4 separate regions of the Zea mays genome follow, and regions 2, 3 and 4 are each linked to region 1. The links are chromatin contacts, called in public Hi-C maps. All regions are on one chromosome and are shown on one strand. Each heading gives the region's core, a stretch centred on a gene start, on an enhancer-like site or on the middle of the called end of the contact. The rest is flanking DNA. Distances are from core to core; before and after follow the strand shown.

Region 1 (6,675 bases), core at 3,016-5,515:
TGAAAGATGGGAAGCCTATTCAATTGATAAAAGGCCAAGAAATCACAATTTCTACAGACTATAGCATTCAGGGTGATGAGAAAATGATATCAATGAGCTACAAGAAGCTTGCTGTTGATCTGAAGCCAGGCAGTGTCATATTGTGTGCTGATGGTACCATCACTCTTACTGTTCTTCACTGTGATAAAGAACAAGGCTTGGTTCGCTGCCGCTGTGAGAACACTTTCAAGCTTGGCGAGAGGAAGAATGTTAATCTTCCAGGAGTTATTGTTGATCTCCCCACACTCACAGACAAGGACAAGGAGGACATCCTTAAATGGGGTGTTCCAAACAAGATTGACATGATTGCCTTGTCATTTGTTCGGAAGGGTTCGGATCTTGTGGAGGTTAGGAAGGTACTTGGTGAGCATGCCAAGTCCATAATGCTGATGTCAAAGGTATGGTTCTAGCATTTTCTTTTGGGTTTCAAACTAGTAGATTTTCAAATTCAAGGTTATAATTGTTTTGAACATGCAGGTTGAGAATCAAGAGGGAGTAGCTAACTTTGATGATATCCTGGCAAACTCTGATGCTTTTATGGTGGCAAGAGGTGATTTAGGAATGGAAATTCCTATAGAGAAGATTTTCTTTGCACAGAAGGTGATGATTTTCAAGTGCAATATTCAAGGCAAGCCTGTTGTGACTGCAACCCAGATGTTGGAATCTATGATCAAGTCTCCTCGCCCTACTCGGGCAGAAGCAACGGATGTTGCAAACGCAGTTCTTGATGGCACAGACTGTGTTATGCTCAGTGGTGAGACTGCTGCTGGGGCTTATCCAGAGTTGGCGGTGCAGACTATGGCTAAGATCTGCCTGCAAGCAGAGTCTTGCGTAGACCATGCTGCTATTTTCAAATCAATCATGGCTTCAGCTCCAATTCCAATGAGTCCATTGGAGAGCCTTGCATCATCAGCTGTTCGCACAGCAAACTCTGCCAGGGCAGCACTTATCTTGGTCCTGACCAGGGGAGGAACTACTGCTAGGCTTGTAGCCAAGTATAGGCCATCCATGCCGATTCTGTCCGTTGTGGTTCCTGAGCTGAAGACAGACTCGTTCGACTGGGCCTGCAGTGACGAGGGTCCGGCAAGGCACAGCCTCATTGTGAGGGGTGTCATCCCAATGCTGAGTGCCGCCACTGCCAAGGCCTTTGACAACGAAGCCACTGACGAAGCTATTGGTTTTGCCATTGAAAATGCGAAGACGATGGGGCTATGCAACACCGATCAATCCGTTGTGGCCCTGCACCGCATCGGGATTTCATCCGTCATCAAGCTTCTTACTGTGAAGTAGGGGTCCAAGGGTGAGGGACACCATTTTGCTTGGTGAATTTTTGTGAGGCTGCTTACGCACATCAGCGTATCCACAGCTTTTCTGTTGCCAAAGATACAGACTTTGCGTTCTGGTACACCTTGGTGTTACAAGGTTGTGGGAATTTGTCGTTTAGATATTAGCGATTTAAACAGTTTATCAACTGCTATAGCTAATTAATTTGCAGCTGTGCTGCAACTTTATCGTACTGAAAATTTTATGTTTGTTTCACATGCTTGCTTGTTGATTTTATTTCGTTTGGCAAAAAAAAATTTCTTGTTTGGTTCAGCGAAATCAATTTATTACCTACCTAGTGCTATTGAACCAACTAGTTTTTTTACAAGAATATATTGATTTTAATGATCATCAAACATCGAGTTGATACAAGTCAACACTGTGTGGCAACCTCTAACTAACTCAAACGTAGCCTACATAGTTGTACGTAGCTCTTGCTTATGTAGCTAGTTTTGGATAAAATCAAACAGGCGACAACATGTGTAGCTCAAACCTCACAAAAGCAACCACTCCATCCGTTTTAAATTATAACCCAACTCGTTCTCCAAATTATAACTCAACCCATTTAAAATTATATCAAATTATAAGTCTAAATTGTAACCCAACTCATTTCAAACTATAAGTCACTTAAACGTATTTTAAATTATTAAGTCGAGAGTCAAAGCATCTTAAATAATCAACATTATTTCTAAATTCTGAGTCATCTTAACTCTATAAATCATAAGATTAAATTATTCAAATTATAACCCATTTCAATTTATTTTAAATTATAAGCGATTTCAATTTTCTTGACAGTCAAAACATCTTGAGTTAGACTAAACTTACATAGAAAATTATAAAAATCTATAACATCAAACAGGTATGCTATAAAAATATTATTGGTAAAAATATAAAGACATTTAATATCATAAATACTATAGTTTTGTTAATAAAAACCAAAATTGAGTAGTAAGACGATGATTAGCACCCAGTTCACGCAAGAGCGCGGCAAGTTCATACATTTGCCCATTTCTGTTCTTTTTTACAGCCATGATACATATCAGAGACCATTAACATGAGCCAAACTGAAAAAAGGCTCCAGATTTTTACATGGCACCAACCCGGCATGCTCCTGCTCCTTCCTATGTACATTGGGACCAACCAACGGGCCAAGCTTTCAAGCGGCAGCAACCATGGCAATATTGCTTAGTTCTCCCAATGATGCGAACTGCTGCCGCCGCTACCGGAGGACTGCGCCGACGGCGAGAACAGGCTGTTGAGCCACTGCAAGGATGGCGGCAACCGCCTGCCACTCTCTTCAGCTTCAGCTAGCTCGGCGTTGCCCGGAGAGCTTGCCCTACCATCACCCCCGCCGTTGTCACTGCCTTCACGATCCGCATCGACACTGACGAAACCACCGTCGCCGCCGCTGCATGAGCTCTTGTCGTCGGTGGCCGGCAGCTGGAACCGGCAGACAGGGCAGGAGCTGTGCATCTCGAGCCACGGCACGATGCAATTGCCGTGGAACCTGTGCCTGCAGGGCATCTCGCGGGCGCGCTCGCCGGGCGCGTAGTCCTCCAGGCAGACCGGGCAGCTGGCCGCGTCGTCGTCATCGTTGCCGCCGGCGATTTCCACGGTAGGCATTGCCTCCACGGCCTCCTTCTTGGCCGGCGGCGTTCCGTGCCGCGCCGCATCGTTCTCGGCGAGCTGCTGTACCAAGGCGTCGAGGCTGGGGCCGAGGAAGTAGTCGCCCAGCGCCACGCCATGCTCGCCGCCGGCTGCGCCGATGAAGAGGCTCCGGCCGAACGGGGTCAGCTGGTCGCCTTCGAGGGCGACGCCGGCAGCGGACTCCAGCCGCTGCAGCTGGCGGTCCCGGAGCTCGTGCAGGAGCCGCAGGAACGCGGTGACGCGCCGCCGGCGCAGCGAGAACTCGGGGTCGTTCCAGTCGTAGACGTCGCTGGCGGCCTCCTGCTGCCGCCGGTTGCGGCGGCGACGGGCGGAGCTGTCGACCGTGCTGAGGATAGCGTGCGCCCAGATGGAGCTCGGGCGGTCGGCGCCGGGGTGCACCTGAGCCACCGCGCCGTCGCCGTCACCGTCGTCGGTCGCGGCCCCGCGGGCGGTCTCCATCTCCTCGAGGAAGCCGCTGTGGCAGAACGGGCACTTCATCTCCACCTCGCCCTCCGCGGGGCTAACGGCCGCGGCGCACATGTGGCACCAGTACCTTCCGACGCCCGCCTGCTCCGCCATTGCTGCTGAGCTTCTAGCGCTTTAATTTCCCCGCCAATGCAGCTACTCTAGTAATTGTTTGTTGGGGGTGGGGGAACTCAGCTGCGACAAACAAATCGACAAGGAAAGATCAGAGTGCTGACGCTACAATCCATCGTGGATGTGCATGACGTCCCACTGAATGCAGCAATCATCTGGTACGGCAGATCGAACCATTTGCGTGCTCTTGTGATGGAGCAGACAGACCAGACGCGGCTTCGTCGAAAGCTCGTGTAAATCAAAAGACTAGGAGCAAGGTCAACCACCAGGCATCCAACACACGATTCAATCAGGAAAACAACATACAGATGGATCCACAGATAGCAGGCACATACGCTCCCAATCTGGCGGCGATAAGATACGAGTAGGCGCACAGAACAGATGGATCCACAAGCTGAGTCTCAGCTTTTGGATCTCAGCAAAGCAAGGGGAAAGCATGAAACGAAGCAAGCAAGCAACCAACCAACCAACCAATCAATCAATCACCTTGGGCAGGGCGGGGCGGGGCGGAGGCAGGGCATGTGGGTGGGGACGGGGAGGAAGGGGGAGCAGCGAGGCCAGAGGGGCCGGCTGTCTCCGCCTGCTTTATACTAGTACTATCAATCTCCGCGGCAGCGGCGGCATCCTCCTCCCTGCATCGACCATGGCCTCGGCCCGGCACACATGTTTAGGGGCAGTGATTAGGAGGGGCCCTGCCTGCTCAATTATTGCGCTGGACTTCTAATTTTAAGTTTTCCCCCACCTGATTTCCTCCTCGCCCTCGAACGCTCGCTCGGCTCGGCTAATAAAAGTTTCAGCGGTGGTGGCAGTTTCGCTTTCCGGCCAGCCCAGAAATAGATGGTCCCCAAAAGGAAGAGAAAAACGGGGAAAAGGGAGGCGCTTGGTGCCTCGCTGATCATCATGTGGCAGCCATGACGCCGTGGAGTGGTGATGGACTGATGGGTGCCACCTCAGCTAAAGTTTTTTTTTAAAAAAATGTATTCTTTTCTCTTTTTTATCGATATAATAGTATCTCAAGAGTTCTGATGTCAGCCCTTACTTAAGCTGCACTGGCTGTGTGCCTGTGTTGCCATTTGGCGTCAGCTTGTAGGAGTCCTTCAGTTTTGGAGGTCAGCCTCCTTGCTGGCGTGGGCCGGCAAAAATGGAGGTACACGACCGTTCAAAACTACAGTACGATTCTTACATGAACTGACGGAAACAGATAAATCCAATGAATCCAGTACGGCAGTACCTTGCTGATGGAAAAAAGGCTCGTAATCGCATCTTAGCTCACAACCGTGAAGTGGATAAAAAGTCCATTTCCACAAACACGCGCATACAAACGTCAAATTAGAGGCGCGGGAAGGAATTACTGGCGTGGGTGTCAGTAGGACTATAACTATGAGCGATGTATTGCCGTATTGTTGTGGGCTGATGTCCTACTGTATGGCATTTTAATGAGAAACATGCAAGTTTCTCTCTACTTCTCGTCAGAAATCATTGCGAGGATGCTCTCCCAAGGCTAAGCATCCAATAGGTAACTGAAGATGGTCTATAGGGGTGAATAGACGAAACTTAAAAATTATAAATTTTAAACATAAACTTCACTCGAAGTTACCGTTAGAACGAGTGTTAATGAAACCGGAGTACGGAAGAGAAATTCTTCTTGCTATGAGTTACTCAAACAATGCAGATAACTTTAGAAACCAACTCAAAACGATTGCAAGCAAGAGAACTAGATAGGGAGAGGAAATAAGCAAATCATAAAGATTGAGACCAACGCAAAAACACAGCGATTTGTTTCCCGAGGTTCGGTTCCGAAGAACTTACTCATTGTTGAGGAGTCCACGTAGGACGAGTCTCTTTCAACCTTTTACCTCTTTCACATGGTCACCGAGACCGTATGAGTTTGCTTCACTATCACGGGGGTAATAAGTCCCGCAAGGATCTCCACCCAAAGTATTCGGAGTCTCTTGCCTCACTTTACAATCAAGAGAACGAGAATGGGAAGTGAGAATAAGAAAGCTCAAATCAAGAGCATAAGAACTCGTAAATCTCTTTGCTCTTGCCGCTAAGCCATTTAAATGCAAATAGGATCAAATGCGGCGCGAAATTAGCTTTGAATGCGTGGAGAGGTTGCACTTAATGTGTAGTAGGTTGAAGTGACTCTTGTGTCTTCAATGTGCTGGTTGGGGGTATTTATATCCCAAGTTTCAATAGAGTCGTTGGAAACTTCAGCGCAAAAGTTGACTGCGCAGTGGTGCACCGGACCATGAACAATGTCAGTTCGGTGCGCCAACAGACCGTGAACAGTGGTTTGCCAGGTGACCATTCTGATTTCTGCAGGTGACCATTGAACCTTGTTAGACGGTCTGGTGTGTCACCGAAACGGTCCGGTGCTGCTGCTCCAAATTTCCCGAGACTAGCTTGTTCAGTAAAAATACTACCGGACCGAGTCTGTGCACACTGAACCGGTCCGGTGCGCCACCAGACGGTCCGGTGGCCCCGACAACAGACTAGATTTTTCTTCTTTTGTCCAATTCTTCTCCAAAATCTTTTTGACTATCTTCAAAATCATCCCCATGACTTAGACAAACATTTATAGTTACAATCCAACTAGTCTAAGTAACATTTATTGGACCTTTTCTTCTCTTTTTCTTAGAAATTGGTTTTTGCTCAAACTGGCTACAAAAGAGTGTTTTTGTAAACTTGAGCCATCCAATCTCCTTAGCTGTACTCCCTCCGCTCTTTTTTATTTGTCACTATTTAGTTCAAAAATGAACTAGCTGGCGACAAATATTCGAGAACGGAGGTAGTATCAAAAAGGTTTCTAGGGGTGTATTCAACTTATCCAATGTGTGAAACTAGGTATTTTTTTATATTTTCCAAGTTTTACCCCTTAGTGGCCAGATTTGAGATGTTTCTGACTTAGAATGAGTTGAGTGGACTTATGCACCTATGAATGAAAGACTAGGCAAACTAGTTAGTCCATAAGGTTGTGATGGTCATCAAGCACCAAAATCAATTAGAGAATATGGTTAAGGCCATTTTGAAAGGGAAATAAGGTTTAACCTTTTCCTATAAATGATT
Region 2 (6,675 bases), core at 2,423-4,922, 890 kb before region 1:
CAGCTAAATTGAAAACATGTTTGCTTGCTTCACTCATTCGGCACTGATATTTTCGTCAGTCTTTTGCAAGGCGCTTCAGTCTTTACTGGGCATGTCTCTTAACGGTGGCAGGAATTATTCAGTCACCATGCGCAGTTAGGAACTAAGTTTACAGTGATTGATGGCACTAATTATCTGATCAATATCTGCATTCAGGAACTCAATTTTCCAGAAAAGGATGTCGAGCAGCTGTTGGTGTCACTCATTCTGGACAACCGTATCCAAGGCCACATAGATCAGGTTAACAAGCTGCTAGAACGTGGAGAAAGGTGCAGAGCGCCCAACTTTTCTTTAATACTGTACTGTACTTTGTGCGGTCAGATTGAGATGTTGATTTGTTTGGCTTGTTGCAGGTCCAAGGGGATGAGGAAGTACAATGCTATCGACAAGTGGAATACTCAGCTGAAGTCCATTTACCAAACATTGTCCAACAGAGTTTGATGAGAAGGATCGCTGCTGCTGCGTGCATTGCACACCTAGCATTGTTGATAGCCTGTTTTGCGGATTTGAGGGCAACTGCAAAGAACTGTCTGGTGACGCTTGCGATAGAATCCTGGATCTGGGTAAAGTTAATATTGACTACGAGGTCGTCTCTGAATTGAATCTGGTGTTTTGATAGTGCAAGACTACTTGACTGGTCAAAAGCCAAATATACGACGATGCCCTTCTGGTTGGTCTTTGATTGCAGTTGGAGCGATGACGGTCTTTAACCTCCCAAACTTGCCTGCACACGCTGAACGTTAAGTTTCAGGTTGAGAGTAGATGCGCTGGGTGAAGTGGCGCGGCTTAAATGTTGAAACGAGGTGAGCGCAGACACTACCAAAGAAGCTGGGCCTGTTTGGTTGCCTCCGAATCAGGGTCGCGGGATGCAGGTAGCTAGCTTGCGTTTGGCTTCCTGGTCCAGGCATTGAGCCAGGCTTGTGGCGTGCTACGTTCCTACAAATTTTATCTTGGAAAAATCATTGCATATGATCGTATAAAATATTGTTTCGTATTATAGATTGCACACAGATTAGAATTTAAAATATTTGAATATGGGATGGAAGATAGGATAGGTAAGCTACTGAGACAAGCCCGCAACCGGCCCTGTTGATAAGATCTAGATCATTAGATATGAATAGAAAAGCTTATAAAAATTATCCTACAAACCTCATAAATCGCTAAACCAAATTTTGATCAATACAAAAAACAATATTAAAACAACTATTTTACATTAGCATGAATTCAATATATGTAAATCTAAACAATTCTAGTAGCTCAATTTTTTAGTTTAGTTTGAACAAGGCAAGCTACACAACAAGGAGATGATTGCAGTTAAGTATGGTAAGCAAACCATATGGGACATAGGAGACTCAAGATACATTTGCTTCTTCGAATTCAAGTTAGGTGATTCACACACTAATTGGTATTATATGCTAAGCTCTCATTTAGAACATCGTAAAAACCACATTAGAGGGAGTCACTCCAATAATATTGATGATCATCAATCTTTGAACTTCACAGAAGGTATATACTAAGTCCACTTTTCTAGTTTGTTAAGTTTTCCCACTAGCAATGCGGGTAAGACTCTAGTATTATTATAGCTCACGAAATATTAATTAAATTAGATGGGCTAGCCCATTTAAATTCAACAAGCACTCCCTCTATTTGTTTAAAAAAACTTTATTTTAGATATATATTTGCCCCTAAAACAAAAGTCCTTTTAGAAGAAGGAAGGCTAGATGTAAAAAGGGAGAGCCAGGTCGGTTCATCTCGAAATTGACCCATCGTTTCGCAACCTCCGTCGATCCATTTTAACATGGGATGTGGCGTGGCTGGGACACCACCACATCAAGTGACCTAACCTAGCCCAATTGGATCCTAGGTCTAGGAGTGTAATCGAATCAGATATGGACTGATATTGCTTTTTCCATATTTGTTTTCGTATTTTCTCTTCGAATCAGATATGTATATTATCGACATCTTAAACATCCAACTTTGAGTATAAGAATACTAATATAAATTAGATACTGAATACTCGAAATCGAATACGGATCAAATCTCAACCATTTTAAATAGATCAAACTCGAATATTGATAAATAATATCAACATTCAGCACCAAACAATAGTTTTAACAAAATTTAACAATTTCATCAATCCAGTAGCATCAATCAATATATCATAGATGTAAATTGGAGATAGTGTATTGAATTCGAATGGCCCACATGTCAGATAACAGATATAAAGATATGATATATATATGCAAAATAATATCTATAGATATTTTATTATATCCATACTTGTACATATGGATAATAAATGTCAATATATCCATATCTAATATATAATTACTCACTATTATTTATTCATATCCTTACCCTGGAGTAGAGTTCTGTCTTGAAGCCTTGAAGATCCACCGGCGCGGAATCTCATCGATTGGCTAGACGCCTACGTGTGGCGTGGCCCACCCGACTCTGACAACGCGGCTTTGCATGGACCTCCCGACGACCATTTCAAAAGGGTTCAGAATTTGGCTGCTCATGCGTTCACACAACTCGCTTTTGATCGCGACAGAAGCGCCTTTCTTTTGCGGTTTAGGCCGTACCAGTACAACCGCATAAAATTGACCTGGCTGTGGACTATGGTCACTGCTCCGTACAAGGAGACTCCCTGCACGGGGACCCGTGCTGAGCTTGGGCAACAAGAGTGGCAGGGGGTGGACCCAACAAGTGTGCCCGCCGATCGAGGCAGCGGTGGACCGACCGACCGTGGTCGTCGACGACGCTGGCTTTCCATGCAATGCAAGCGCCCTCAGTGACGCACGGGAAAAGGCGCATGCGGCGGCGGGGATCCTTTGCGGACAGGAGATGACGATGAGCGAGCGGTGGACCCAGCCAGACGGGTACCTAGGTGGGGCCCGCACCTCAGCGGCCGCCGGCCGCAGCCCACCGGCACGGCACGGCGTCCGCATGTGATGGGAATGGGATGGGCGGATGGCCAGCCGGCAGCCACCGCAAGCGCGGCAGCGACGCGGTTTCCGTAGGGCCCCACTCCACCGTCCGGTCCTCTCCTTTCGCTTTCCTCTTCCGCACCCATCGCTACGCACACCCTGAACCCCTACTACTACGTAGAGGCCTCATCAGCTGCTTATGTTTTCTTTTTCGTGTTTCTTGTTTTTGAAAAAAATCATGTGCACCTACTCCTATACTCTGCTCCACTCGTCCTCATAAAACATAAAGGAAAGAACTATTCCAACATTCAAATTTGTCTTGAGTTATAAGAGATAAAGTGTAATCCTTTTTAAAACCGAGTTTAAAAAATGATTAGATCGGCATACATATATAACCAAAGTATCAAGTATGGTTATATCACGAATGTCTTCCTATGATCAAGAGGTAGTTAAATACATCATTTGTTTCGCGCCCTAGAATTTCTAAAGACACCTTGTGTTCCACAAACAACAAGGAGGCAAGACATTAGGGCCAATTTTAGCTCACCTGCGTCTCTCAAATGCTGCTATGCTAATGTTTCGAAAGATTCTACTGAAAATGATGGTGTAGACAGCCCGTGTGCTCCCACCATTTCGGCCTCGCAACGCTGGCTGCTCACAGTATAAATTCCCGCTGGCCGCCGTCGCCTCCCGCTACCCGCCTCACCTTTCCTCGCCTACGCCTACCCCCACCACCTGTCACCCCAATCCAATTCCAAGCTGCGAGCTGTCGAGCTGCTGCACCTCCCCTCTCTCGCTAGTCGCTTCCATTCCCTTCGTCACATGGCGGCAAACCGCTGCACCGGCCTCGACCCAATCTGGACCCACGCCGGCGCCAGCCACTGCTACTTCTCGTCGCCCCCCGGCTGCCTCACCTCCGCGGCCGCCTTCGAGAACTCGGCGCTCACCTCGGCGCTCCGCGCCTCCATTGCGCCTGCCCACGCCAGCTCCGCCGCGGCCCGGCCCTTCTCCCCGTCCACCCCGTCCTCCTCGACCTCGTCCGCCTCCGAGCTCCTGTCCAGCGGCCACGACGCAGCTCCCGCGCCGGTGTCCAGCAGGCCGGGCCAGCCGCCCGCCGCCCGGGCCGTGGCGGGAGGACCTAGAGGGGGCCGCGTCGCCAAGCGCAAGCCGCGCCCGTCGCGGCGCCCGCAGACCACATACATCACCGCCGACCCCGCCAACTTCCAGCGCATGGTGCAGGAGATCACCGGCCTCCCCGCCCCTGGGCCCTCCTCCTCCTCCTCCCCCGCTGCCGCCGTCGCCGCGCCCAGCTGGACGCCCGCCGCGCCCGCGTGCGTGCTCCCGACACTGGACACGTCCGCTTTCTTCCTGCTCGACCGCGCCGCCGCTGCGCCAGCGCCGGTGGACAGGAGCCCGGGCGCGCGCGCGTGGACCGCGACGCACACGCACGCCGCCGTGGCAGCTGGGGCCGACGGCTCGGACTCGGCGGCGCTGCTAGAGCTGGAGGCACTGGTGCGCGCCATTGAGGGCGAGTGTGGCTTCCCGGCCCTGGAGAGCTCGGGGCTCATCTGATGAGTTGGGATTGGAGCTTTTGTCCGTCCGAATGTCCGATGGCACATGATCGGACGGCGGATGTCGGTTGAGCCGATGCCTTTGAGATGTATACTAGCAAGAAGTATTAGGCTGCTGCCTGCTTTTAGTTGAGTACATCTCTTCTCCATGAGGATTACATGCATGGTTCCTTCTATTCTAGTCAGTTAAGGAGATGACAGTGTTAATTACTTATTCCGTAATGAAATCTGATGGCTTTCTTAACGTGAAGGCCTTTGCGTGTTCCCTATTTACCTTTTGAGACTTTCAGTTTTTTCAGCAATCAGGAGTTCATGACTCAGGAGTAGAGATGGCAATGGGTACCCGAAACCCGAAACCCGGTGGGTTTTTACCCTATTAGGGGACGGATACGGGCTAATATCCAAACCCACGGGTTTCTTAATGGGTGATAAGCTAAACCCAGCGGGTACGCGGGTACGGGTATGGGATCCTAGTACCCATACCCGCAAACCCATGGGTTTCTAAAACCCGGCATAATATTATTAAACAAACAAAAAGTTCATTTTATGGCCTAGTAAACATGGTTGGCAGCCCAGCCCATTAGCTATCTATGAAATCTAGAGCCTCAGTGCAGGAACGATTGGCTAGCATCCGAATGAGCCCAGCCTAGTAAACATGGTTGGCAGCCCAGCCCATTAGCTTTCTTGTCGGGCACGGGTAGCCCGCGGGTACCCGGTACCCGGGTGGGCACGGGTACGGGCAAAAACTTGTACCCGGCTGCGGGCATGGGTTTCTTAGCGGGTATATTTTAATTTCACGGGTACGGGTTTGGGAACATAGTACCCAGCGGGTACGCGCCCGTTGCCCTCTCTACTCAGGAGGGGATCAGGGGAGTTGCACGTAACAGCCCCATGGTTCTGGTTTCGTTAAACGGCAGCCAAAAATGGCAGCCATCAGGCCATGCAAATATGCATGTAGTGCTGGGAATCTGGGCTGGGCTTTTCGGGCCAGCACGAGCATGGCCCGAAGGCGGGCCTGGGCCGGACCTCAAATTCCGACCCGTCGGGCCCCGGCATGTCCCGCATAAATGGACTGGGCTTGGGCCGACACGGCCCAATTAAGCCCAACCTGTTTAATTTCTTTAATTTAGTAAGATATCGACGTTATATTGTTGTTATATTTCGAGTTTATGTGGTTAAATGTTGCTAGAATTATTTAATATCTTTAATTTAGTAAGCTATGAACTTTATATGGTTGTAATATTTTAATTTTATGTGATCAAATATACGGGCCGGGCTTGGGCCGACACGGCCCAACGAAGACACGACGTGGTTTAGGGCCGGACTGGGCCACTGTTTTTACACTTCGGGCTGACACGGCACGACCAAAAATTGTTTGGCCTTTCCTGGCCCGAATCCGTTTGGCATGAAGCACGATGGACTTGGGACGGGCTGGCCCGGCCCGGCCCAATTCCCAGCACTATATGCATGCACTGCACAACACACAGCACATCACTTAGGGATGGCAACGGGGAATTCCTCGTCGGGTTTTAGCTCCCCAAACCTGTCCCCGCGACGAAATTTTTTTCCCGCGGGGATCCCCACGAACGCTTGTGGGAGACATTTCTTCCCCATCTCTGTTCCCCGCGGGGATAAATCCCCGTCGAGGATCCCATCCTCGCTTAAATTATAATTAAATCGTACTTCATTTGTTATCAATGTAAAACATTGTCACTTATACACATTATTAGATGTAAAAATTATTATGTGCGTATTAAAATTAATGTATTTGTACAATGGGTGATCTCTTGATAAGATAATTATTATTTTTATCATTAACTATTATATGAAAACATTATCACATGTAAGTTTAACGGGTCCCCACGGGGAACGGGGATGGGGAATGCTTCTCCATCCCCGTCCCTGTTTATCCGTCGGGGAAGAATTTCCCCCGTTTACATCCCTGTGGGAGAAGAAACTTCTCATCCCCATCCCCTAACGGGCTATTTGGGAGCTATAAACCCGAAGAGGATTGGAGGGGCTAAATTCTCCTTCTTATTCAATTTTGAATAAGAAGTGAAATTTAGCCCCTCCAATCCCTTCTGTTTTATGGCTCCCAAACTAGCCCTAATAGTGGAATTCCCCACGGGGAATCA
Region 3 (6,675 bases), core at 2,636-5,135, 560 kb after region 1:
GGCTCTGAACTTGAACCGCCTGTGATTGGGAGCACCAGCTTCGTGACCGAAGGTGCTACAACTTGGTTGTTGAATGAAGCCATCGTTTCAACAGTGGAAGTGAGTTCACCGGAGGTGGGCGCCAATGTTGGGGACTTGTTCTCAAATGTTATGAGTTAAGAACAAGGCAACACAAATGTTAATGGTTAAAAACCTTTGTCCTTCGAAGCATTATCTCCCTCGGGATATAATGATCCTTAGACGAAGGTCATGAAGGACATACCTTCATCATCTCAATAGGTAATAATGAAAGTAGAAACATATGAAACATGAAAAGAACATGGAATAATCGCATTAAATCATCAGATTATTATTTATGTTCTTATTATATAATCATGAACAAACATTAATGATATTGATTACATTTGTACCTTCCGTTTGACAGAAGGTAAAAATCCAAGAGCGACGTGCAGATGATTACCAATCAGCGTGAACAGTACGGGGTTACTGTTCACCTATTTATAGGCACGGAACGCAGCCCGGTCGAAATTACATTTATGTCTTTGATAACTAATTATAAACATGACACAAATTATCATGGACTGAACGGTCTTTTCCTCTTTAAGTCGGTGCCGCCCTTCGTCCGAAGCTCCCTGGATTGTAGCTTCGACATATACTTTCGTGTTATGTCTGCTTGTATATCGTCCTGCCGAAGATGTTTTTGCTTAGAGGACCTTCGGCGAAGAAGAAGACCCCCAACACTACTATTGCGATAATGCCTAAATACTTACTAAGTATTAAATAAGTAATAACTAATAACTAACCACATCAAACAGAGTTGAATACTGTGCGATAAGAAGTTGTACCTGAGGTCGCAGTGGAGACAAGCTATCGGTTGTGGTGGCAGTGTCGGACGCCCTGCTATCTACAAAAAAAATTAACATAGTACTCTCACACAAAAAATTCGGCGGCACCTCCCTTATACGGTGAGATTTCTAAATCCTGCAAATAAACGTATAATATGATGGCTGACATGTACATTCACAAACAAAATAACAATCTTTTTTATGGTCCATAATGATTTTCCTTGTGCTAAGGGAGGCCTCTACATTTAACTTCCGTAACTTTATTGACAGAAGGACCAACGATGCCGTCTACAATCGGAATATATTCAAGAAACTAACTAAATACTAAGTAAGACTAACTAATAAACTAAAGTAATACTAATCGTGATAACTAGCTAATAAATTAAATTAATACTAATCGGAATATAATCGTGATAACTAACCAAAAATCTAATAAACTATATTAATACTAACTAACCACTAGCTACTAGTTTTTTTAATAATGGAAACATAGTCCGACCTTGACCTCTAGAGAGGCTACGGCCATTAGCTACTAGCTAATAAACTAAATAAATACTAACCGCTAGCTAATAAACTAAATAAAAACTAACTAAATACTAACCACTAGCTACGACGAGTCGATTTGGTGGCGGCGGGGTGAGGCAATGATGACGGAGCGGCGACGCCGACGAACGACGGGCTCGGCGGCGACCCTTGGCGGTGGAGGCGGCGGCCCTTGTCGGCGGTGGCCCTTGGTGGCGCCCGCCGCGAAGGAGGGGAGGCCGCCGACGAACGGCGGGCTCAGAAGTGAGGTTCGGCGGCGATAAGGGAGCGGCAACCGGAAGAAGAACGACTAGCGACGGGAGGAAAGAAAGCGGCACGCGGGGAAAGAGGAGCCGAGCAGCTCATTTACTTCCTAGCTCGGCGCCAAGATCTGTGACGCCGAGCTAGGAACATGTGGCAGCCAAGTCAGCCCTTGGATACCAGCGAGTCATGTACCTCGGTGCCATAGCCTATGACGCCGAGTTGTGTTAGCTTGGCGCCACAACCTATGACACCAAACTAAAGGTCCAAATCTTTAAATAAGTTATCCAGGGTCCAAATGTAAATTTTTATCGGAAAAGATTAAAAAACAAAAAAAATCGGACGATACGTTGATTTAAGTCAAAGATGGGCAATAATACAAAGCTGAGCAAAGAGCGCAAAGTCGCATTTAGGAGCGTTCAAAATATGGGCTCCGACCCTTAGTGCAGTGATCTCAATTTGGTTACCCCGCATTAAAGTCTCATACTCCGTATTAAAATCTCTGCTAAGAGTAAATACAATAATAAGTTCTAAGCCTGTTTATATATTATTTTTGCTTATGTAGAAGAGAGAGACATTAAAAAATAGAGAGAGTGGACTCTGATGCAAGAGACAGATAAAAGAATGAAGAAAAGGAGATAAGGAATTCATATAAGAGCCAACTTTATTATATAAGTGTGTTTATTATTGGCTCTAAAGGACATGGTAATGAGTTAGAGCTAATAATAGGTTCTATTATTAAACTTGCTCTAATTACTTTCCCGGCTATGAACTCGTGCCAAATCTCCTGCTTTCAATTTTCGAATCGTCAAAATCGGAAACAAAAAAAGGCCGGCAGCTGCACAGCCGTGGCCCGGCCGCAGATCCATTCTCGCGTGCTGGAGGAGGCGACGAGGAGCCTAGCCGCAGCGGCAGGTGGCAAAGCACGGGGATTCCCTGTCCGCAGAATTCTCTGCCCGCAGTGATGGAGAAGGAAATGCCGCAGCCATCCTTTCGAAGGCCTGCCCAAACTGTTTTACGAAAACGGAAGCGACACCAGCCGGCCGAAGGGAGGACGATCTGCCAGCCTACGCGACCCTTGCGTTGCCGCTGCCACCCCGCCGCACTGTTGAATGCTCCGGGTCCACTGTGCGTCATACGAAGCACTCTGCGGGCCCACTTGTATGTGGCACGAGGTTCGTAGACCCGGTGTAGCTGTAGGGTGCCGTGGTTGCAGCCAGGAGCGCAGCAGGGTCTGTTTGGTTGGGCTGTGGCTGTGAAAAAAGTTGCTGTGAACTGTGAGCTGTGGAAAAAGCTGCTGTAGGCTGTAAGCTGTTAAAAAGCTAAAAACCATTTGGTGGAAACCACTAAAAGTCGTTAAAAATTCTTCGATATATGTTTTCACAGTTCCATCCAAAAAGCCACTAAAAGCAGGTCCAGGGGTGCTTTTAGATTTGCACTACGAGAAAGTCGGCTTTTAAAAAAAGCTGCTTCCTGGATCCAGCCCTTTGGTTGGCTTTTGGCTTTAGGGGGGCAAAAGCCAAAGCCAAAAGTCAAACCAAACACACCCAAAACCGATGCGTGGATATTATCCCCGAGGAGATCCTACCGGTTCGGTTCGGTGACGGCGCCGTAAGCTAACGGCTTCGATCCGCCCGCATGTACAGGTGTCCTGCCCCGCACGGCCGTCGGATTCGGATCCGGGGAAGACTGGAGTTTGCTTTCCGCCGTTACGCTAACGCCGTACCAGACGGATGGGACGCTCTGTGCACGGTCGGCGATCTGCAGTGACACTCCCGAGTCCCGACTCCCAAGCGGCGGCCTCGGGCAACACCTTTTGTTTCACTGACTGCTGGGACCAAACAGCACACGGACCCCGTGTCAGTGCGGGCTGGGGGCATGCGCCGGGTCGTCAGTCGCCACCGATGGTGCTGGCGCCTGGTGCGTCTTCCGGTTCCGGGCACACGCACTAGTCAAGGCAGGATATGGGTCGCCGGCTCGCCGCGGAGGCAGCGGGTTCCCTCTACCCGGAAGAACCACCAGTGACAATGACTGGTAGGGTACACTCTTACGTGGCCCACGAATCAGTGGAGTAGTTGTTGCGTCCGATGCTGCTTTGGCGTGCAACGAGGAAGTGGAGAGCACGGTGCGCGTGAGTGCGTGAGGAGCCTACCGCGTCCAATGCTCCCCTCCACGTGTCACCAGGTCACGACCTCATGTTCCGGGCTCTCCCAACGCACGGTCCAGATTGGCCGATCGGAGCCCACAGGTGGGCCCGCGCGGGCAGGTGCGGAATGACCTCACTGTCCTTCCCTCGGCGGTAACGGAAACTCCTCCGCTCCGCTCCTCACTCCCGCTCCCCCGCTCGCTGTTGGTGGAAATCTAGGGTTTCGGTGGGGTTCTTGCCGCTGCGGTTGTTCGTGCGGCGCGGATTTAGGGAGGGTTCTGAGGCGAGGGCTTTTGCCCCCTCGAGCGGTGTGTTCTTCGGTTCTTTGTCCCTTTTTTTCGTTTCAAGATTCAAGAGCACTGCATTGCGGTCTGCGCTTACAAATGTGTTGTCTTTGGGCATGGGTCGTGCTGTCTTTGCTGGATTATTCTACGATTTTAGGCATGTTTCTATTGTTTGCCATCGAACCGTTCGAGTTCGAGTCCTCTCTCAGTGTGGATTCTTGGTAATGGCCCCCGTGGCGCGCATGTGGCAGCGTTTGTGGTTTTTAATTTCGTTGATTCTTTTTATGCCTCTTTCTGATTTTCATTGTTCTATATGGAGGGTTTTTTCTTGTTTTCCTGCTTCAATGGCAATGGTCTGCGTTTTTCTGGCTGTAATGGCAATAGTCTGCTTTTTCCTCTTTTTTCGTCGCTCATTTTACTTGACGTGTTTTCTCCTCTTTTTGAGCCTTTCTACTTATATGGAGGTATTCACTATTCAGTATTCAGGTTTTCTTGTTTGTCATCTTAATTTTTTGCACGTTTTTTATAGCTGGTTTATGGTGCTGCAGCTCATCACATTAAAGATCTGTTTTTTCTATGCGTTCTTTAGTTTCTGGGAGGTTTATGGCGGCACTGTTCATTTCTAGATATCCGTTCGGTGTTTGATAAACACGCATCTCTGGAACGTTCATTCTTAAGGATATTATTGACTTATTCTGGAAGGTTCATCCACAAGGATTTTAGTGTGGCGTTGTTCTTGTTAATTAATTTTCCTTAATTTTTTGGGTACGCGCTGCAATTTTCTTTGCCTTTTCTTGTTTCTTGGAGTCTTGGAAATTTCGCCATGATTCCCGAAAGGATAATGACGCACTTTTTTCTTGGCCTTTTTCCTGGATTTATTCCCATTTTCAAATCTTTTGCATTTTTAGGGTCTATATAGTATATAGATATATAATTACATGACTATTATTGTAATCCATTACATCCTCCTTTATTTATGGTCGTGTTAGATGATTTAATTCGTTTTCATTTGTTGATGAGCAGATTTGCAGCTTTGGGTCCGATACAGTGCTCATGTGAGTATATATGCCATATAGTTTACTGTTTTGTGTGAGCATGTAGAACGTCTCCTATAATGGACTAGTAGGATGTTTCTGTATGAGTTTTGTCACTAGAAAATCTTCTATGAACTCTGGTAGTGTGTCGTGTTGAGGTCCGTGTTTATTACTGTTTCCATAGTCTGTGAGATGATCATGATTTCATGTTCTTTTTAAAAAAATTGTAAGGTCACAGCAATTGGGCTTTGCCTACCTGCATCATTCTTACATCTATACTATACAGCGACTTCTTCTCTTACTGCTTTAATCATATGAAGTATTGGGAAACAAAACAAAGCCAGATATTTAATTTTAAGCATTCCAATTTTATTGACGTTAGCGTGGGCTGCAAAATAATAAAGTATCCTGATGTTACATTTGTGTTGCATATTTCGTGGTGATGGGACTTCGGAGTAAACATTTGTGGTTTACTGAAATGTATACCGTTTGCAAAATGTAATTAGTTGGCAGCTGATATTACTTTAGAGAATGTGTATTGTTGGAGGTGTGGCATCAGATAGGGACTCCCATTAGTGGTTTTAAGTTTAGATTTAACACTTTTTAAACAGTTCATGTTTGCACCAACTTAATTCCTAGTTTTTGTTGCTTCAGCTTGTTGCAATATTGCTGTACTCAGATGTTCTATCTCTGTTGGAAGGGTGATTTTACCTGTATACTTGTCCTTCTGCTGCTTCAGTTGCTTTGCTGCTTGCTTGAATTATACAGCTAGTGCCTACACAAATGTCTGATTGGGGTTGCTTTGGATACCTACTCATGCAGCAAGGCTCACTAAATGGAGTCTCACAATGGCGAGGCCAATGACTTGCCTCCACCACCTCCTCTGATTGCTGGTGTTGAACCACTTAAAGCTGATGAAACAAAGATGCCATTGAAACCTAGGAGTCTGGTCCAGAGAAATGGATTTGGCAGAAAGGGGCAGCCAATAAAGCTGATAACAAATCACTTCAAAGTTTCTCTTGTGAATGCTGAAGAATTTTTCTACCATTACTATGTGCGTCTCTAATCCTTGCCCTGTGCCATTTCTTTATTTTCATCCTCATACCTTTATTATCAATGCTGCTATCTTTTACTGGTTGCAGGTCAATTTGAAGTATGAAGATGATACACCGGTTGATCGCAAAGGGTCAGGAAGGAAAGTGATTGAAAAACTGCAGCAAACTTATGCTGCTGAACTTGCAAATAAAGATTTTGCCTATGATGGTGAGAAGAGCCTGTTCACAATTGGTGCTCTTCCTCAAGTTAAAAATGAGTTTACTGTCGTGGTTGAAGATTTTTCAACTGGAAAGTAATGCCTCCTTTATTTCGATTGATTTATAATTATCTACTCTGATGATAATTATCCCTAAATGTTAACTTGGCTTTCTTGCTTTCAGGACTCCTGCAAACGGCAGTCCAGGAAATGACAGTCCTCCCGGAAGTGACAGGAAAAGGGTCAGAAGGCCTTACAATACAAAGACCTATAAGGTCGAGCTCTCTTTTGCAGCAAAAATTCCTATGAGTGCAATCTCACAGGCCTTAAG
Region 4 (6,675 bases), core at 2,913-5,412, 530 kb before region 1:
GAACCACGTGCCACCACAAGGGTTTAATGGGACGCCCTTGGCTGATTAACTAGGAAAGCTAGTGGAAGACTACCTTACCCGAAAGGGGCAAGGGCAGTAGGGGAGAGGTCAGTGCGGGGAGGTCCCTGGTTGATTTTGCTGCGATGGCGGTCAGCCAGGAACCCTGTACTGGATCTTCCCATAAACTGTAGCGGGTTTTCGGAAGCTAGTGGAACTTTGTAAAGGCCTCGTAGTGTTGCCCTGCCGCGCTTCCTAGGTAGAGGTGTATGGGATTCATGACCCCTTGGCAGATGGGTAACATGACTTGTGGGTAAAGGGTACAACCTCTGCAGAGTGTAAAACTGGTATACTAGCCGAGCTCACGGTCATGAGCAGCTCAGGACTCTCTGATGTTTAAATTATGGAACTTAAATTTAATTTTGTCATTTGCATTGCATGGGTTTGTTATTAATTTTGTTCTATTACTTTACTTATGGTTTGGTATTTACTTACACTTAGTAACTGCTAATAAAATTTTGACCAACTACTTAAAAGCAATGCTCAGCTTTAACCCCTATCATTGATCAGCCTTACACTTCACATGAGCTCCCACCTTTGGTGAGTTCGTGTCACATTATTCCCCACAACTTGTTGAGCGATGATCATGTGTGAGCTCACCCTTGCTGTCTCACACCCCCCCCACAGGAGATGATCAGGTGGTTCAGGAGGAGCCGCCTAACACTGAGGAGTTCGATCTGATCTAGGTGGCGTTTCCCAGTCGACATTGGCGCCGACGATCCTTAGTTCGTTTTATCTTTATTATGTTATTTTGTAATAAGTCTTCCGCTATGTAATAAATTCTCTGATGATTTATGACATTTATCTCTATACACTCTGTTATTATATGTGTTGTCTTCTTGGCGCATGTATGAGATGCACCTGGCTTTGTTCCTTAAAGCCGGGTGTTACAATAGAACTCACATGCAAAAAGGTCTTGGTTCGGCCCGAAATGATAGATAAAGGCAAAGGCAAGGGCATCGTCATTGGCGATCCTCGCATGTCAATTATATCACAAAAGGAGATTGCTCGAAAGGCTTCGGGCGAGAAGGCTAAAAGGTTCGAAGACGCCGAGGGGCAGGCACAATTAATGAACCAAACACATCAGCCTAGCCTGAGCATCGCAGATGGTCCGACACCTACGTGTGGACGGTCCGGTGCTCAGACAAATGGTCCGGCTAACTCAGCCGGACAGTCCACCTATGACCAAAGGCGTCAACCTCTATACGAAGCAAGGAAAAAGACGCAAGGTCAAAGCACATACAGTCGGCTGATCAAAGCCGACCCTACTTTTGCTCAGTTGCTCTCCAAAAATGCTAGCAAAAAGACTGTTCCACGTGATCGGTCAACAAAGAAACCTCGGTCACCTGCTAAAACGAAACGGCCGAACAAAACGGCCCAAAAGGCGACACGACAAGCATCACCTGTTCATCCTATGAGACCAGGGTACTTTCCACCCGTTTATTCATCGTCGGTATATTGTCCTACTCAAATATGGAATGGCATGACGATGAATCCATGGTACATGTATAGTCCCTTTGTCTATCCAGGTTGGGGGGGGGGCACCTCCATTCTATTCATTTTGATGCATTGATCAAATGGTCGTGGCCGAGAAAGATACAATCCAAAACGGCCTTTATATATTGGTGCTTTATTGAATTATCTCTATTTTGAAACGGTAACTTACATCAGATTTAGTTCATATGCTTTTGGTTTGTCAACCTTCACCAAAAGGTAGGGGGCATATGTTGGAAGCCAAAAAAGGCCTTGCGGACGGTCCGACCCTGAGGCCGGACGGTCCGCGGTCCGGACAGTCCGCGGTGGCGGCATGGACGGTCCGCGCGTGCGCAGAGACAGTTAGGGTTTCTAGTTTCTCGCGGGATTTGTTACCTAAAACCGTGGGATTGACTCGGAAATCAGTTCGAAGCGGATCCAGACCTCCCCCTTTATATAGATGAAGGGCTACGGCCGATTGAACCCCGCAACAATTGATCCAATCAAATCTATTCCTCGTTTTTACCTTACGCATTAGGAGTAGTTCTAGTTTAGCCATAGTTTAGTATTCCAATCCCCAAATTCTCCGCTTCTCATTGACTCTACGTCGATTAGAGGAGTCTAGGTCGGCTTGCCGAGCCTAGACAACCCTTAGGATCTCTCCTCCCCGACGGGGTCCCTCCCGGGAGCGAGATCCAGGCGCCGCCAGCGACCTTCGCCGCCCCCTGCGCACATGCGGACCGTCCGACATTAGGCAGGGAACGCCAGCCCTTGTACCAGGTCGCGGACTGTCCGACCCCTGGTCGCGGACCGTCCGCGCCTCTACAGAGGGCACCGCCATCGGTTCTCACGCAGTGTTTGGCGTCCGAAAAGGTGTCATCAGATAGGAAAAGCCAAAGGGTAATCTAGAAAAGTTCCATCGTGGTATATATCTTTCTCATATTTACTCGTGCCATTGTCTATTCAATGATCCCGTATGAATAGATATAAGTAAGGGTAACTATGTAATGATCAAATAAATAATCCCTCCTTTCAATTTTTATTTCATATAAAATTTCACTACCTCTAACAAACGAAGATCACTCTTTGAATCCACCATATCAACCTCTTAGACCTATTCATATTTTGCAAAAAAAAACTTCTGCAATTTTTATGAAGTTCATAAATACATAGAAAATCATAGAAACATATTGTAGTCCATACTACTCCCTCCATCTCTTTTTAATTGTCGTCTAAATTTTTATATATTCCAATTTTTCTTAAGATTAGTTAGATTTATAAAAAATATCATAGTAACATTTGTATCTCTAAATAAGCGTACTATAAAAATATTTCCAATGACTAATTTAATGATATTTATTATGCACCAACAATGATTAGTAATATTATATATAGTTAAATTTAAATAAGTTTATTTTTAATATATAAGAATACACTTAAAATAGATGGATGCAACATGTTATGTGTAAATTAATCTATTTATATAAACCGTGCAAGTATAGGACATAAAGAATGGAGTTAAAAAAACTTTTTAGAAATATGTCGAGGAGGTAGGAGGGCTGATTTAAAAAAGAGTATCTTAGGGGTGAAAACGGTCGGAAACGATCGGTAAACACTAAAATCATTTTCGTTTTCGTATTTTTCCTCGGAAACGAGATCGGAAACGGTAACTCCGGAAACGAAAACGACATCGGTAATTCGGAAACATCGGAAACGAAAGTTCGGTACGAAAATTACACCGGTTACGATCGGAATCTAAAATTCGATCGGTAAAAACTTTAACATGTACCCACAATTGACTTCAAAAAATCACGCAAGTCATACATTCGTATAAAATTAGTAATAATATATAAGGTAGGAGGTCACAATAAATATATAAGGTAAGAAGTATACAATAATAAAATCATTATTATGCATTTAAATAAAGTAGAATCAAGATATGTATAATGATATGACACTGACATTCTATTTGTACCCCTACTACTTGGCATAGTCAATATAATTAGTGTCCTCTTAGTCCTTCTTAAGTTCTCATGCAAATTCTGAATATATGTATCAAGAGTAATAATAGATAAGAAAACATAAATAAGATTTATAAAAGTTTCAAACGATTCTAAACTATATATCATTAGATAGATCTTGATATTAGAAAAATAATAAAATTAGTTTCACATTTTTCTAAGCTAAGATGAATTTATTATGAATTTATAAAGGTCAGCTCAGATTTAATATTTTTCTGAAAAATACCGAATTTATTACCGACGGTAAAATACCGGATGAAAACGGTAATTTTCGGAAACGGTCGGAAAAAGCCTAAACCGTTTCCGATTCCGATTTTTTCTACCGATTTCGTTTTCGTATTTTCGGTAACCGTTTCCGTTTACGTTTAGATCTAAATTTCGGTAAAATTTCGAAAACGATTTCCGGTATCCGAAAATTACCGTTTCCGTTTTCATCCCTAGAGTATCTTAAAAGGATTGTTTTATCTCTATTCTCATGGCCTATTTACACGATTTGTATAAATAAATTAGTTTACACGCTATATGTTCCCGTTTAACAATACCATGATTAAAAAAAACTAACCCTCACGAGCTACAACCCCTCTTGTAAATTCTCCATCAACCCCTCCCATCGCTGAGAATCCAAGTGCTGCCCCAATACCTCTACAGTCTACACCTGCTCTCTCGACTCCCCCAAAGTCCTCACCTCCCCACCTGGCCACCTCTGCCTTTGACCTCGCCGGCGCCAACCCAAACCCGCCGCCGCCGATGCCTCTGGCGCACTAGCTTCGCATCTCCGTCCTCAACATGGCGTCCGAGCGCCCGCTCCTCATCGCCACAACCCCGGGCGCCTCAACCCCCGACGACGCCCCCTCGCCGCATCCCCCAGCGGCGTCACTGCTCCCGCCGGCCCAGTCGGAGCCTCCTCTCCGCGCAGACCGTCTCGCCTTCTCCGTGGAGATCCCCGACCCATTCCGCTCCTACCGCCGTGGCGACGGACCCGCCGCCGACCCATCCGCGTCGTTGGAGAGGGAACGTGATGTCGGGGATGACGAATCCCGAGAGGTCATCGTGGGAGAGTCCTCACCGGAGTTCTCTGGGAACGCCATCCGAACGGCAAAGTACTCGTTCCTCACCTTTCTACCGCGGAACCTCTTCGAACAGTTCCGGCGGCTGTCGTACGTCTACTTCCTCGCAATCACTGTGCTTAACCAGCTGCCCCAGGTCGCTGTCTTCGGCCGCGGTGCGTCCGTGCTACCACTCGCCTTCGTGCTCTTCGTCACTGCCGTAAAGGACGCCTACGAGGATTTCCGCCGCCACCGTTCCGACCGCCAGGAGAACAACCGCCTTGCCACCGTGCTCGCACTGGGCACAGCTGGCGAGTTCCAGCCCAAGAGATGGAAGCACATACGCGTCGGGGACGTGGTACGGATCGAGTCCAATGAGACACTGCCGGCCGATATGGTGCTGCTTGCTACCAGCGATCCCACCGGTGTTGCGCACGTCCAGACTGTGAATCTCGATGGGGAGACCAATCTTAAGACGAGGTATGCCAAGCAGGAGACACATGTCATGTTCTCCCAGAATGGTGGTGTTGGTGGCGTCCTGCATTGCGAACGACCCAACAGGAACATTTACGGATTCCAAGCAAATCTTGAGATTGATGGCAAGCGTGTCTCGCTTGGGCCATCCAACATTGTTCTTCGTGGCTGTGAACTCAAGAACACCACATGGGCAATAGGGGTTGTGGTATATGCTGGGAAGGAGACCAAGGTGATGCTAAATAGCTCAGGGGCGCCATCGAAGCGGAGTCGCTTGGAAACACAGTTGAATCGGGAGACTGTCATATTATCTATTATGCTTATTGGGATGTGCACAACTGCATCCGTGCTTGCTGGGATTTGGCTGCTGAATCACCGGAGGGAGCTGGAGTTCACCCAATTCTTCAGGGAGAAGGACTATACAACTGGGAAAAACTACAACTATTATGGTGTTGGGATGCAGATATTCATCACATTCCTTATGGCAGTGATAGTGTATCAGGTTATCATTCCTATCTCATTGTATATATCAATGGAGCTGGTAAGGCTTGGACAGGCATATTTCATGGGTGCTGATAAAGATCTGTATGATGAGTCATCAAGGTCAAAGTTCCAGTGCAGAGCTTTGAATATAAATGAGGATTTAGGGCAAATAAGGTATGTGTTCTCTGACAAGACTGGGACACTAACGGAGAACAAGATGGTCTTCCAGTGTGCGTCAATTCGTGGGGTTGATTACAACTCTGGTAAAGATACAGGTGGATACTCGGTTGTAGGTATGATCACTTAAATTGATTCACTGCATCATACTTGTTTTTGTGTTGTGATGTTGCCATTCCCTTATACCAAATTTCTTTTGTTGGTTTTGGACAGTCGGTGATCATCTGTGGACACCAAAGATGTCAGTTAAAATTGACCCTGAGCTCGTGAAACTACTCAGGGATGGTGGTTCAAATGAGGAACCAAAGCTTGTTCTTGAATTCTTACTTGCTCTTGCTTCCTGTAATACCATAGTGCCGCTTGTCCTTGACACTAGAGACTCAAAACAGAAGTTGATTGACTATCAGGGTGAGTCCCCTGATGAACAGGCACTAGCATATGCTGCAGCATCTTATGGCATTGTCCTTGTTGAGCGAACATCTGGTTACATAGTGATTGATGTCCTTGGTGACAGGCAGAGGTAACTTAGCTTTAGCTATTGGCTTCATAGGCATCCTACATTGGAATGATACATTAATATGTTTTTGATACATATGAAAACAACTATTTTCTTTCTTGCAAATTATTGAATGTGGTTACATAGTTAGGAGTTAGACTACGTAATTTATGATCTTCTAGAAAATAGTGAACAAGCAATTTTTTCTATAAGAGTCAAGTTGTTATGACCGGTATCTATGTGCGTTGAACCCGGGAGCTGATAGCCGGGGTGCCCCAGGGACCGATGGCAGAGAATCCCCCAGGAGCCAGAACAAGAGGAGCCCTGGGGGCCAATCCGCGAGGCACACCAGGGGCCGGGGCAAGAGGTGCCACATGGCGTGAAGGTGCCCCAGGGACTGAAACCATAAGGCTCCCCGCGCCCGACCTAGCAAGAATAGTACCCACGG

Evidence for each region. A called contact is a pair of places that touch in the nucleus more often than the background predicts.
Region 2: a Hi-C map of tassel shows a contact between it and region 1, with 4 times the contacts expected there. The contact joins the promoter of LOC100280416 here to the promoter of LOC100383341 in region 1. A contact is called at or near these places in 6 of 25 Hi-C or Micro-C datasets (bundle sheath, ear, endosperm and 3 more).
Region 3: a contact with region 1 is called in a Hi-C map of leaf, with 4 times the contacts expected there. The contact joins the promoter of LOC100217027 here to the promoter of LOC100383341 in region 1. A contact is called at or near these places in 4 of 25 Hi-C or Micro-C datasets (ear, leaf and tassel).
Region 4: a Hi-C map of tassel shows a contact between it and region 1, with 2.6 times the contacts expected there. The contact joins the promoter of LOC103650024 here to the promoter of LOC100383341 in region 1. A contact is called at or near these places in 2 of 25 Hi-C or Micro-C datasets (ear and tassel).

The regions. Positions count from the first base shown.
Region 1 is chr3:44,124,447-44,131,121 of Zm-B73-REFERENCE-NAM-5.0, reverse strand. It overlaps LOC100383341, which reads right to left and starts at 4,265. Exons shown (of 2, transcript NM_001175998.1): 1 at 4,093-4,265; 2 at 2,325-3,669. The coding sequence starts at 3,588. The coding sequence ends at 2,548. It overlaps LOC542177 (PK protein), which reads left to right. Exons shown (of 3, transcript NM_001111796.2): 2 at 1-437; 3 at 517-1,606. The coding sequence ends at 1,329.
Region 2 is chr3:45,014,203-45,020,877 of Zm-B73-REFERENCE-NAM-5.0, reverse strand. It overlaps LOC100280416, which reads left to right and starts at 3,672. Exons shown (of 1, transcript NM_001153339.2): 1 at 3,672-4,808. The coding sequence starts at 3,792. The coding sequence ends at 4,541. LOC100283498 (COP9 signalosome complex subunit 2) reads left to right here. Exons shown (of 12, transcript NM_001156398.2): 11 at 196-308; 12 at 393-712. The coding sequence ends at 480.
Region 3 is chr3:43,559,996-43,566,670 of Zm-B73-REFERENCE-NAM-5.0, reverse strand. It overlaps LOC100217027, which reads left to right and starts at 3,885. Exons shown (of 24, transcript NM_001359539.1): 1 at 3,885-4,082; 2 at 5,082-5,113; 3 at 5,915-6,146; 4 at 6,235-6,440; 5 at 6,529-6,675. The coding sequence starts at 5,928.
Region 4 is chr3:44,659,200-44,665,874 of Zm-B73-REFERENCE-NAM-5.0, reverse strand. LOC103650024 (phospholipid-transporting ATPase 1) reads left to right here and starts at 4,162. Exons shown (of 7, transcript XM_008675697.2): 1 at 4,162-5,847; 2 at 5,945-6,251. The coding sequence starts at 4,338.